Linked DNA regions of Zea mays: regions 2 and 3 are each linked to region 1. Evidence: chromatin contacts called from public Hi-C data. All regions are on one chromosome and are shown on one strand. Each heading gives the region's core, a stretch centred on a gene start, on an enhancer-like site or on the middle of the called end of the contact. The rest is flanking DNA. Distances are from core to core; before and after follow the strand shown.

Region 1 (3,721 bases), core at 815-3,314:
TGACGAGTGCACGCGCGACGTGAGTGCGCAGCAGCTCCGCCGGGACATCGCCAACCTCGCCTTCAAGGAAGGGGAGTCCGCCACTGACTTTGGGGTCCGCATCACTAAGCTCGCCACCAACCTTCACACCCTTGGCGACAACATCACCGACACTGAGGTAGTCAAGAAGTTGCTCCAGGTCGTCCGAAGGAGCCTGAACCAGGCCGCTGTCTCCATCGAGATGTTCGTGGACCTAAACAAGGCGACGATCGAGGATGTGATCGGTCGCCTGCGCGTGTTTGAGGAGCGCGAAAAGTTGCCACAAATCACGGACGGCATGGGTAGCCTGATGATGTGCGAGGAAGATTGGGAGGCTCGTCGCAAGGCGCGCCATGAGCAGGATGGCTCTGGCGGCAGCTCCGGATCCAGCGGACGTGGGAAGCGTCGTGGGCGTGGACCTGGACGTGATGGTGATGGATCCTCGTCACGGGATGGCCACGATAGTAAGAGCGCCGCCACTAGGAACGCCGGTGACGGAAGGCCACCACGCGGCAACCGTTGTGATAATTGTGGCAAAATGGGCCACTTAGCTAAGGACTACTGTGGAAAGAAGAAGGGTGTGGCTCATGTCACACAGGCCGAGGAGGACGAGCATGCGCTGATGTACATCGCCGCGGAAACTGAGGTAACTGCGCTGCCCATGTCATGCTCACACCTCAGGTCGTCGTCACCTACTGCTGAACCACAAGCCTGCGTCCACCTCATCGAGCGCAAGGTTCTCCTCCACCTCAGCGAGGAAGAAAAGGAGGCCGGGGATCTCATCGCTGGGTGCTTGACACCGACACGACGAACCACATGATGGGGACGCGTGCAGTCTTCGCCGAGCTGAACACCAGCGTCACCGGCACCGTAAAATTTGGCGACGACTCGGTGGTCGACATCGAGGGCAAAGGCACCGTCCTCTTCGCATGCAAGACCGACGAGCACCATCGACTTGATGGGGTCTATTACATCCCACATCTCACCACCAACATCGTGAGCCTTGGCCAGATGGATGAGGACGGGTTCAAGGTCGACATCGAGCCCAGCATCCTATGCCTCTATGACCTGCAACGGCAGCTGTTGGCGAAGGTGCACCGTTCACCAAGCCGGCTCTACTTCCTCGACTTGAACGTTGTTGCCCCGGTGTGCCTCACCGCACGGGTCGGTGACATGGTGTGGCGCTGGCACGAGCGCTATGACCACCTCAACTTCCAAGCACAGTGCAACCTCAGGCGCGATGAGATGGTGAAGGGGCTGCTGGCGATCGACCACATCGAGTAGGTCTACGAGGACTGCGTACTGGTGAAGCAAAAGAGGACACCGTTTCTGTAGGCTGTCAAGTACCGGGCTGAGGAGGAGCTCGAACTTGTACATGGTGACCTCTGTGGTCCGATCTCGCCATCAACACCGGTCGGGAATGCCTACTTCCTTCTCCTGGTCGACGACATGAGCCGTTACATGTGGCTCACGCTGTTGCGCTCGAAGGCAGATGCACCGACAGCGATCATGGCATTCCAGGCGCATGTCGAGCGCGAAACCAGCAAGAAGACGAAGGTACTTCATACCGACAATGGTGGTGAGCTCACGTCTGTGCAGTTTGGCAAATACTATGCAGGAGAGGGGATTCATCAACACTTCTCGACGCCGTACTCGCCACGGCAAAACAGCGTTGTCGAGCGTCGAAACCAGATGGTTGTGAACACGGCAAGGAGCATCCTGCGTGCGTGTCGTATGCCGGGACATTTTTGGGGAGAGGCAGTGCACATCGCTATCTTCCTCCTAAACCAGGTGCCCACCAGCGCGCTTAATGGGCTGACACCGTACCATGCGTGGTACAAGAAGAAACCGCCCGTGCACTTCCTCAAGGTGTTCGGGTGCCTTGCCTACATCAAGAACCTGCATCCACACCTCAGCAAGCTTGATGACCGCGGGTAGAAAGTCGTCTTCATCAGCTATCAGGACAGGTCAAAGGCATACTGTTTCTACGACCCTATCACCAAGCCTGTTCATGTCTCACGCGACACCGTCTTTGATGAGGGCGCATGCTGGGATTGGGGAGAAGCGTCGACAGCGGACAGCGACGACTCCTTCACGATGGAGTATGACTATGACCCAAGGAGCCGGAGCCGCGTCGAGGTGGTTGTGCCCAGTTTGCCTTTGCCGGGCACACCGTACCGTCTTCACTGGGCGCACCACCTTCTACAAACGGACCTACGACGTCATCTGCACCAACCTCACCATCGCCTGCTCCACGAACCGAGACTCCACTACCAGCAACACCTGCTGCCGGGCCACGCATCGAGTTCGCAATGCCGCTCACCACTGACCTGAATTTTGAGGCTGATGAAGGGAGGAGGGAGCTCCAGTATCGGATGCTGGACAACATCCATAGCGTTGGTGCAGCACCCGGGCTGGTGCACCACGACGTCGAGGAGGCTGAACTACACACCGTGAGCATGGAGGAGCCCAGAACTTTGAAGGAGGCCGACAGTGATCCAAATTGGGTTGCCGCGATGGAGGACGAGTTGTCCTCGATCCGCGACAACAAGACGTGGTCGCTGGTTGAGCTCCCACGTGGTCACCACGCCATAGGACTCAAATGGGTGTACAAAGTGAAGTGTGATGAGAATGGCAACATTGTCAAGTACAAGGCCTGCCTCGTCGCCTAAGGCTACGTACAACAACCTGGCATCGACTTCGACGAGGTCTTCGCACCAATCGCTCGACTCGAATCTGTGCGACTGCTTCTTGCCATCGCTGCGCTCTATGGCTGGGGCGTTCACCATATGGACATGAAGTCAGCGTTCTTGAACGGTGAACTCCAGGAGGAGGTGTACGTTCAACAGCCCCCAGGGTTCGTCAATGGCAAGAACAAGCACAAGGTGCTTCGACTCCATAAGGCGTTGTACGGACTCCGTCAGGCTCCACAGGCCTAGAACCAGAAGCTAGACGCCTCGTTGATGGGGCTCGGCTTCGCTCGCTACATCAACGAACATGGGATGTATACCCGTGGAAAAGGAGTCGCGCGCTTGATCGTAGGCGTGTATGTCGACGATCTAATCATTACTGGAGGTGATGCAGGTGCAGTGAACAAGTTCAAGGTGCAGATGATGAACACATTCCGCATGAGTGACCTCGGCCTCTTGTCCTACTACCTTGGACTGGAGGTCACGCAAGGGCCTAATGGCATCACACTCCGGCGGAGCGCCTACGCAACAAGGATTCTTGAGAAGGCGGGGCTGGCTGGGTGTAACTCGAGTGCCACGCCCATGGAGATGAAGCTGAAGCTACTCAAGGATGGTGAAACACCGAGCGTGGACGCCACCGAATACCGCAGCTTGATCGGCAGCTTGAGGTACCTGTGCAACTCCAGGCCGAACCTAGCATATGCAGTAGGGTACCTCATCCGGTTCATGGAAGCGCCTGAGAAGAGCACCTCGTTGCTGTCAAACACATTTTTCGCTACGTGGCAGGTACGGTGCATTGGGGTCTGCACTATCATCTAGGAAGAAAGAATGAAGGCACTTCGAAGTTGCTGGGGTACTCCGATAATCTCACTGGTAACATCAACGATCAGAAGAGCACCAGCGGGCTCATTTTTTTCCTTGCAGGAGGACCGATTGCATGGCAGTCGGCAGAAGGTGGTTGCCTTGTCTTCATGGTAGGCAGAATACATCGCGGCTGCTGGAGCTGCGTGCGA
Region 2 (3,721 bases), core at 308-2,807, 170 kb before region 1:
TGTCCATATCATCCTATTAGTTTAAGCTTTAGTTAAATTGGTTGGTGCATGCAACTTAATATAGTATAAATACTAGAAAAATAATAATTATTGTTCGCTCCTATATTCTACGCCAAATATCTAAAAGAGACTCGACGTGAGCAGGATTGTTAAAATATAATATAAATGAATTATTCAGCTCCCATCACCTTAAGTTTTTTAGGTTAAATTGGTTGGTGAATGCAACTTAATAAAAGTAATCATGGTGCGTTGCTAACCTAAGTATCGTGGTACATTAGCACAGTGCAAGTTTGTTCTGAATATAGGAGTATTTAGGAGGTGTTTGGCTTGAAAAAAAACTAATCCATTATAGATAAGGTGGTACATCATGAGTTTATTTCAAAAGCAAATTGGTGGAATGAATGTATTCCTCGTATTATTAATAATTATTAATCTACGAGAAATGAAATAACGATGGATCAACACATTTAATTTCACAAACCAAACAAGAAAGTGAGAGTAAAAAAGACGACGGACTACCTCTTTCCTTTTCCTTAAACCAAACATATTAATAAACCAAAAACCATGGTGTGCGCCATCTCATCTCATCCAACGCACAGAGGGCGGCCGGTGTGTCTGTGTGTTATAGCAACCGCATGAGCTGAATTGTGCAGGGATTTCGTGGCTCGCGTGGGGGACCATTTGAATCGTCAAGGAAATAATTGTTTTGCCGCGCCTCCGAATGACGTCTCTTCTTCTCGCCCGTCTCAGATTTCGAAAAACGGGTTCGAATCAGACGAAGAGAGATCGAGAATACTAGTTCGTTGAAGGGTTGCTACGCGCATGGGGGTGGTGAGCATCACGAACGTACGTACGTCCATGCCGGCACACGCTGACACGCACGCACGCACGCGCACGTACCTGGATGGGCAGCGCGTCCATGTCGGCCCGGAGCGCGACGACGGGCGGGCGGCCGGTGCCGAGCGTGGCGACGACGCCGGTGCGCGCGACGGGGTGGCGGAACCCGACGCCCAGCGCGCCCAGCTCGTCGCGGACCAGGCGGCTGGTCTCCACCTCCTCGTACGCCAGCTCGGGGCGCTCGTGGATCCGGCGCCGCACCGAGCGCAGCCACGCCGCCAGCTCGGGCCGCCCCGCCAGCCCCGCGATCTCCTCCCTCCACGGCGCCCCCACGCCGTAGCGCTGGCGCCGGTGCTGGTGCCTCCCGCTCGCGTTCGCGGTCGCGGCGCCCTTCCCCCCGCCGCCGCGCATCATCGCGCGCTCCACGGCGCCCAGGATCGCGTCCTCCTCCAGGAACGCCGCGCCGGCGGCGCCCGTCACGGGGATCACCGCCAGCGCCAGCAGCAGCAGCAGCAGCGCCGCGTGGCCGCCGCGGTCCATGGCCGTATGAGACTGGCGAAGCGATGGGCGCCTGGGCTGAGGTGCTGCGCCGGAGCAGGCTGGTGCTGGAGCGGCAGCGGCGGCAAAATGGAGGGAGGTGGAGGAATGGCGGGGATTAAATTGCGCGGCCAGGCCGGGCGACGGCAGTGGCTGATTTTTTTTCCGCGCGTCGTCTAGGTGGGGGCTCTCCCTGTCTGCGGCTGCCAGTGTCACCTTTCCGATTCAATTCGGCTCGTGGCGGAATCATTGTAAACCACTCGACCCTACTGGCATTATTAGCGCCGGGACGGGCCCGCGCTGACAGTGACGCATCAGTGGGCGACGCCTAGTGGTAACGCCTGTGACGCCCCTCCCTGATAGATTTGTGTAGCGTCCCATGTTGCGACCAACCGTCAGCATTCATCCAGTGGCATTCTGCTGTCGTGTAGTAATCTTGTAGTAGGGTACTTGGTACTCAGCTCAACTCAGGCCTTTTTTTTCTTGTGGGAGCTGTCAGAATTCCAGTGATACTAATCCAGTAACACTAATCAATAATCATGGTAGCGTTTTTTTCTAATAATATCCAAAAAGAAATGTTCGTCTCGGCAAAAGAAAAGCACAGCGCCAGGTGCAGCAGGCCACGGACGGTCTGGATTTGTTGCTCTGAGCGGCCGTAAGCCTGCAACTGCTGCGAATGACGGAGGCAGGTGACGTGTTTTTTTTTTTTTGAAAGCTCGGGTCACAGGTGACTAGGTGAGGCAAGCGGATGATGTAGGCGGTGGCGCAGGCAGGCGCAGCACAGCTCGGCGTGCACTGACGGCTTTTCAGCATTCAAGCCTGATGAATACTCAATTCTCAAGTACAGTGCGGTGCGGTGTGGAGGCCACGAATGTCTCGCGACGGTGGGTTTATTCGGTTATTTTGGATGCACATCGATTGGAGGGAATTAATATGAATCAGAAAGATTTTTAATTTAATAAAGATTAAAATTCTCTCAATCCCTCTCAATTCATATGGATTGAAGTAGAACCGAACAAACCCGAAATAGTTTTTAAGGGGTAGTTTAGAAAACTTGATTTTTTTTCAAGCAATTTTTATTTTTTTTCAAAATAAAATAAACTAATTTTTTTCTGAAAAATGAAAATCCTATGAAAAAATTTAGGTTTCCAAACTAGTTTTAGAGTGCGTTCGTTTGTTCAGGATTGAGGCTAGGAATGATTCCACGTGATCAACGCTTATACAAATTAGGTAAACATTTCTGGTTAGATTGGTTCTAGGTTATAATTCCAGAACAAACAAACGAACACACCCTTAAGAGATTCATTGTTAATAACATAATCGTCTGCGTTCTTTCTTTCTGGCGGTAAAACATATACAGGCAAGCCAAGTTTTCTGATACTTAGTGTTTCCTGCCATAAATTTGCCAACACCGTTTATTTGTCTTGATAATTATTTGTCTTGATAAATGCATCCAACTCATGCTTTTTCTCTGGAATCCTGTGTCAAATAGATACTAGTAATATTTTTATAGATGAATTTACTATGCACAAGTAATTAAAGGTTGTTATAAGTTTGTCAACTATCCTATGTCTCTTTTCACCTTTTTTTGAACTACACCTATGTCTCTATAAACCAAACATCCCCTTCTACTACATACTTATTAAGGTCTTAGCTTAAATTACCGATGGGGCTTGAGAAACTTTCTATTGTTTTTTATCCGTTATATTTGTGTGAAGCGAATAAAAGACGTCATGTTAACACATATGAAATCGAGTACATGTTACTCAGGCTCAGATTATGCAAGATCTGAAAAAGATAGAAAGTACATGTTATGTTATATATTCACACTCGTAGCAGAAGATATATCGTGGGAAAGCTCAAAACAAACTATCATTGTATTAGCGATAATGTTTGTTTAGTGTGTGACATGTTATGAGGCAACGAGTTAGGCTACGAGGCTTCAGAAGTTTGTACGTTGTTTATAAGTGGTAGACAATATAACAAGACCACTTAAGTTATATTGCAATAACGAATCGGTAGTATTTCTTTTATGATACCAAGTCAAGTGATGCTGTCAAATACATTGATATAAAGTATTATATTATAAAGGAGAAAATTCAGGATCAAACAATTAAAGTTGAGCATATAAAGACATAGTGAATGCTATAGGATCCGCTCACTAAAAAAGGTCTTTTCACTAGCGTGTTCAGAAAACGCATAGCCGACATAGGTTCAATGGAGCACATGTGATTTTAGATTAAGAGGTTATTGATACAAACACCACACTCGAGAATGAGTTCTTTGCTTTGAGATAGAAAGATGCACTGTAGTTATTGAGGTTCAGTAGCATGCAAATGGTTGTTGT
Region 3 (3,721 bases), core at 511-3,010, 130 kb before region 1:
TTCTCTTTTCTAGATGGGATTGGCACCTAATAATTTCTATATGTGGGGTAACCGAATATTTATGTGGATTCGTTAGCAACGTGGCTTGAAAGATTTTGAGTGAACAAAATATTTTTCTTGGAGTTGGTTTTCAATATTCGAAAAGGTAAAAAATAAAAGGCCTATATGTCGAGTCCTAATCCTAACACAGGAATATGGGAATAGTTTTTTTTCTTCATGTGCTTTTGTATAAAATCAAATTGGTGAGACTACAAAATTCATGTATTGATTTATATAATAATCCTGCATTCCAAATAGGCCATCGTGCGTTTTTTTCCACTTAACCATCGTGCAAAGGTTGAACGACACTAGCCACCAATAGAATTACAGTTTCAAAGCTTGGATCTTAATTCCTTCAAGTCTATCAGAAGTGTCGGTGATGTGATTTATTTAACGTTTCTTCTTTTTGAACTAGAAAGTTTATATATAACACACATTTGAATTTCGTCAAAATAGTAACTATGCTGGCACAGATTTTTAAAATGTCTAGTTTCCAATATAAATCAGCGCACGTTTCATCATCTAGTCCTAGGAACAATAATGTGGACAAAAAAAAAACAAATCAGTGACAAAATAAAAAGTATTGAACGCCAAATCATGGGACTTGAACCTATGACCATAAGGTTAAGAGTCCTACACTATACCAACTGAGCTAGACAGACTTTATGATTATATAACCAAGCTCGGCGCCATAGATCTTGGCGCCGAGCTCGGTACCACATCGGCGCCACGGAGTTCGGGTTGTGCCAACGCAGCACGTACCTCGGCGCCATAGCCTATGGCGCCGAGCTGTGTTACCTCGGCGCCATAGGTTATGGCGCCGAGCAAAGGGTCCAAAAATGACATTAAAATTTTTTAGGGTCCAAACGTGATATTGTTTTCGATGAAGGGTTAAAATGCAAAAAATTCGGGTGTGACAACCCTACTGATTCCGGCGCGCGCCATTTATTATTATGTCTAATCAGTTCGCATCATCTGATTTAACTTTTTATTTTAGTACTTCTCATTTTGTCATGATTTCTATTCGAAATTTAATCTAGAATTTGTCTAATTATTCAACAGTTACTCCGATCCAACTCGGCAGTTTGGCGTGCTCCCGAGCGTTTGCATCGCTGGGTGAGTCGATGGGTTCGCCACCCATGCCACCCGTTATCCTCTTCCTCCTCTCCATCGGTGGGTGCGTGCGCGGCGCGCCACAGCAAGGTTGACGACGACACGACGGGATCCGGAAGGACGGCGGCGCCGTCCGGACCGGTTCGGGAAGTCGCCTCTCGATCCGTCGCCGCACCACAAGGAGCACATTCACCACGCGGCGAAATGGAATGCGGATGAATGGATGATATGTTTATAGATAAATAAATAATAAATAAATAAAGAAAGGAACTCTGAAAAGGGCATCCCCAACCGCCGCTTAGATAGCTGCGCGCGCGCGCCAATGGTAGCGACGGGTCGGCGGCCACTATTTACTAGTATTAATTGGTCGGCACTGGAGCTGATCACGGCCGCCGCCGTCGCCGTCGGCAGTCATGCGCGTACTTGTCCGGCGTCTCTCTCGCACCTCCGTGGACGGACGACAGAGAATCCGGCCGGCGGGTGCTCCGTGGCCATGGGTTGACTGGGTGGATAGGCTGGCCGCGGCCAGGCGGCGGCAGGCAGGCGGGGGCGCTTGAGCTGTGTCTGTGACTCCCCTCTGATCCTGACACACCACCCCACACCACACGCCAGCAGGTACGCAGTGCACGAGAGAGAAGGGGATCATATTTTACACTGCGCCGTCAATAGAGAAGAGAGCGGCCAAACCGGCCGACGAGCGAGCGAGCGAGCAGGGTGGCCAGCATCTTTTCCTTCCGTGGATTACTAATTATGCACAACTTTGCAGAGGTCAGTAAAGGCCCGTTTGTTTCTATTAGTCCTAAGACTAAAGTTTATTCTAGGGACTAAATTTTAATCTGTATCATGTTTGGTTGTAGGGACTAAACAGACTCTAAATACATTAAATACAGCACATAAAAACTAAAATGTCCTTTTTTTGTTTGACACCCTTTTCTAGAAAGGGTAATTAGAGTAAATGTTGCCCTTTAGTCCCTTTTTAGTACCCATGTGAGGGACTAAAGACTAAAGCCAATTAGTTCCTACTTTAGTCCTTCCGTTTGGTAAAATACAGACTAAACAGTACTAAAAACTAGGGACTAAAGATTAGTCTCTCTAACCAAACGGGGACTAAGTACGGATCGTTTTTTTAAGAAGCAAGTTGAGAAAACTGCTTATTTTATTATTCCAAGGGCGAGTTGCCTTTAAAACTGATCAGCGGGCCTTAATACTCAGCAAATTTTTTTTTGGTTTTTACCAATATCCTGCCAGTCCTTGTTGCGTTTCTTCAGTAGAACAAGGTTTTGTACTGAAATACTGAGCACTCTGGCATGAAAAAAAAAAGAATTATGCACTTGCTTACCTTTCTCTTTATTACCAGCAAACAGAGGTTGAAAGCTATGTCCTTTTTTTTTTTTGGTTTCACTTCGATGGACAAAGAAAGATGCCCTGTTTAGCCGCGATTATAATTCTGGTTGCGGAATCAGCTACGGGTCATGCATATATTGATCTGGACGCCCTCATTAAATCTCATGAAAGATTGTATTCGGCCTCCCACCAAATGGCTCATTTCATTTTTTTGTAAATGTGTACAAATGAACAAGCCATAGATTTGGTGTTCGGTGGCAGCCAATCTTAGCTAAAAGTCACTTATCAAGGATGAGCTGGGTTCGTTCAACAATTCTCCCTTATAATTTTATATACAAGAAGGTCCATACATCCCCTTAGACAAGTGCTTGGTTTTGTGGTAGAATATCATAAGTTTCCTGGACAGATTTCTACGGGACTAGATAATCTAAGGCTTGCTTTTGGTGACATTATTTCATCTGACGGGTCCTCTAAAATGTTAGCACTCAAAGGTAAGATGTGTGAAGCACTCATCAGCACAATGCTTTTCGTGGATGCTTACACGATGTGCATGAGCACAACGCTGGCTGCTATGGTGGACATTCACAAGACGTGCATTCACAAAGAGAAACAGGATACGCTTATTAGCGTTGCTGGTGTGGGAACACTTAAAAGGATATAATGCTAAGTGCTCTTTTGGTCTGTCTCTAGCTAACAACTACCCCATTACATCATCTACTATTTTAAATTTCACTTCACAAATAGTACCATCTACGGTACAAATCCCCTACGGCTACTTTACACGATTCACGGCGGACAGTCTTAATGCTCAAAAGGTATCCATTAATCAGGAAAAATGTTAATTGAAAAGGTTTGGGGTTCATGCTTCTTGCTGTCGAAACTGTACAACGTGTTACTAACTATTTTTCCCATTCACTTCAGCATGAGACCTGGAAGTGCCCCAACCACCTGCTATCCAATCGATCCAACAACTATGAAAAATTTCATTGAAGACAAATGGATTGGTCTCTTTAGGATCAAGTGCGCGCGGACTGTATGTTGGGTACAGAGTATCAGAAAGTTGTGCTCCCTATGGATTCTAGTACTTTAAGGGATGTTCGTTTCGATCACAATCCATACGGATTAGACCCGATTAAGTGTGCTTGAATTCATAGCAAGTCAAAAAATTCACAATTTTTTTAATCCCATCTATCCATGTCGAACATGAATAACCGAATAATGCAAG

Evidence for each region. A called contact is a pair of places that touch in the nucleus more often than the background predicts.
Region 2: a contact with region 1 is called in a Hi-C map of leaf, with 4 times the contacts expected there. The contact joins the promoter of LOC100191730 here to the enhancer-like site in region 1. A contact is called at or near these places in 10 of 25 Hi-C or Micro-C datasets (bundle sheath, ear, endosperm and 3 more) and 1 of 3 datasets of contacts at active chromatin or transcription factors (leaf).
Region 3: a contact with region 1 is called in a Hi-C map of bundle sheath, with 3 times the contacts expected there. The contact joins two enhancer-like sites. A contact is called at or near these places in 5 of 25 Hi-C or Micro-C datasets (bundle sheath, ear, leaf and 1 more) and 1 of 3 datasets of contacts at active chromatin or transcription factors (leaf).

What each region holds. Positions count from the first base shown.
Region 1 is chr5:53,191,949-53,195,669 of Zm-B73-REFERENCE-NAM-5.0, reverse strand. No RefSeq gene overlaps it. Among protein-coding and RNA genes, the nearest start is that of TRNAE-CUC, 4.2 kb to the right of the region's middle. Within about 2 kb of position 2,064, at least 8 of the 20 cell types and tissues checked have an H3K27ac peak or open chromatin away from gene starts, as enhancers often do. A contact at or near this core is called in bundle sheath and leaf, where this site is marked.
Region 2 is chr5:53,365,998-53,369,718 of Zm-B73-REFERENCE-NAM-5.0, reverse strand. LOC100191730 (IAA-amino acid hydrolase ILR1-like 6) reads right to left here and starts at 1,557. Exons shown (of 3, transcript NM_001399189.1): 1 at 901-1,557. The coding sequence starts at 1,377.
Region 3 is chr5:53,321,565-53,325,285 of Zm-B73-REFERENCE-NAM-5.0, reverse strand. No RefSeq gene overlaps it. Among protein-coding and RNA genes, the nearest start is that of LOC100191730, 45 kb to the left of the region's middle. Within about 2 kb of position 1,760, at least 14 of the 20 cell types and tissues checked have an H3K27ac peak or open chromatin away from gene starts, as enhancers often do. A contact at or near this core is called in bundle sheath and leaf, where this site is marked.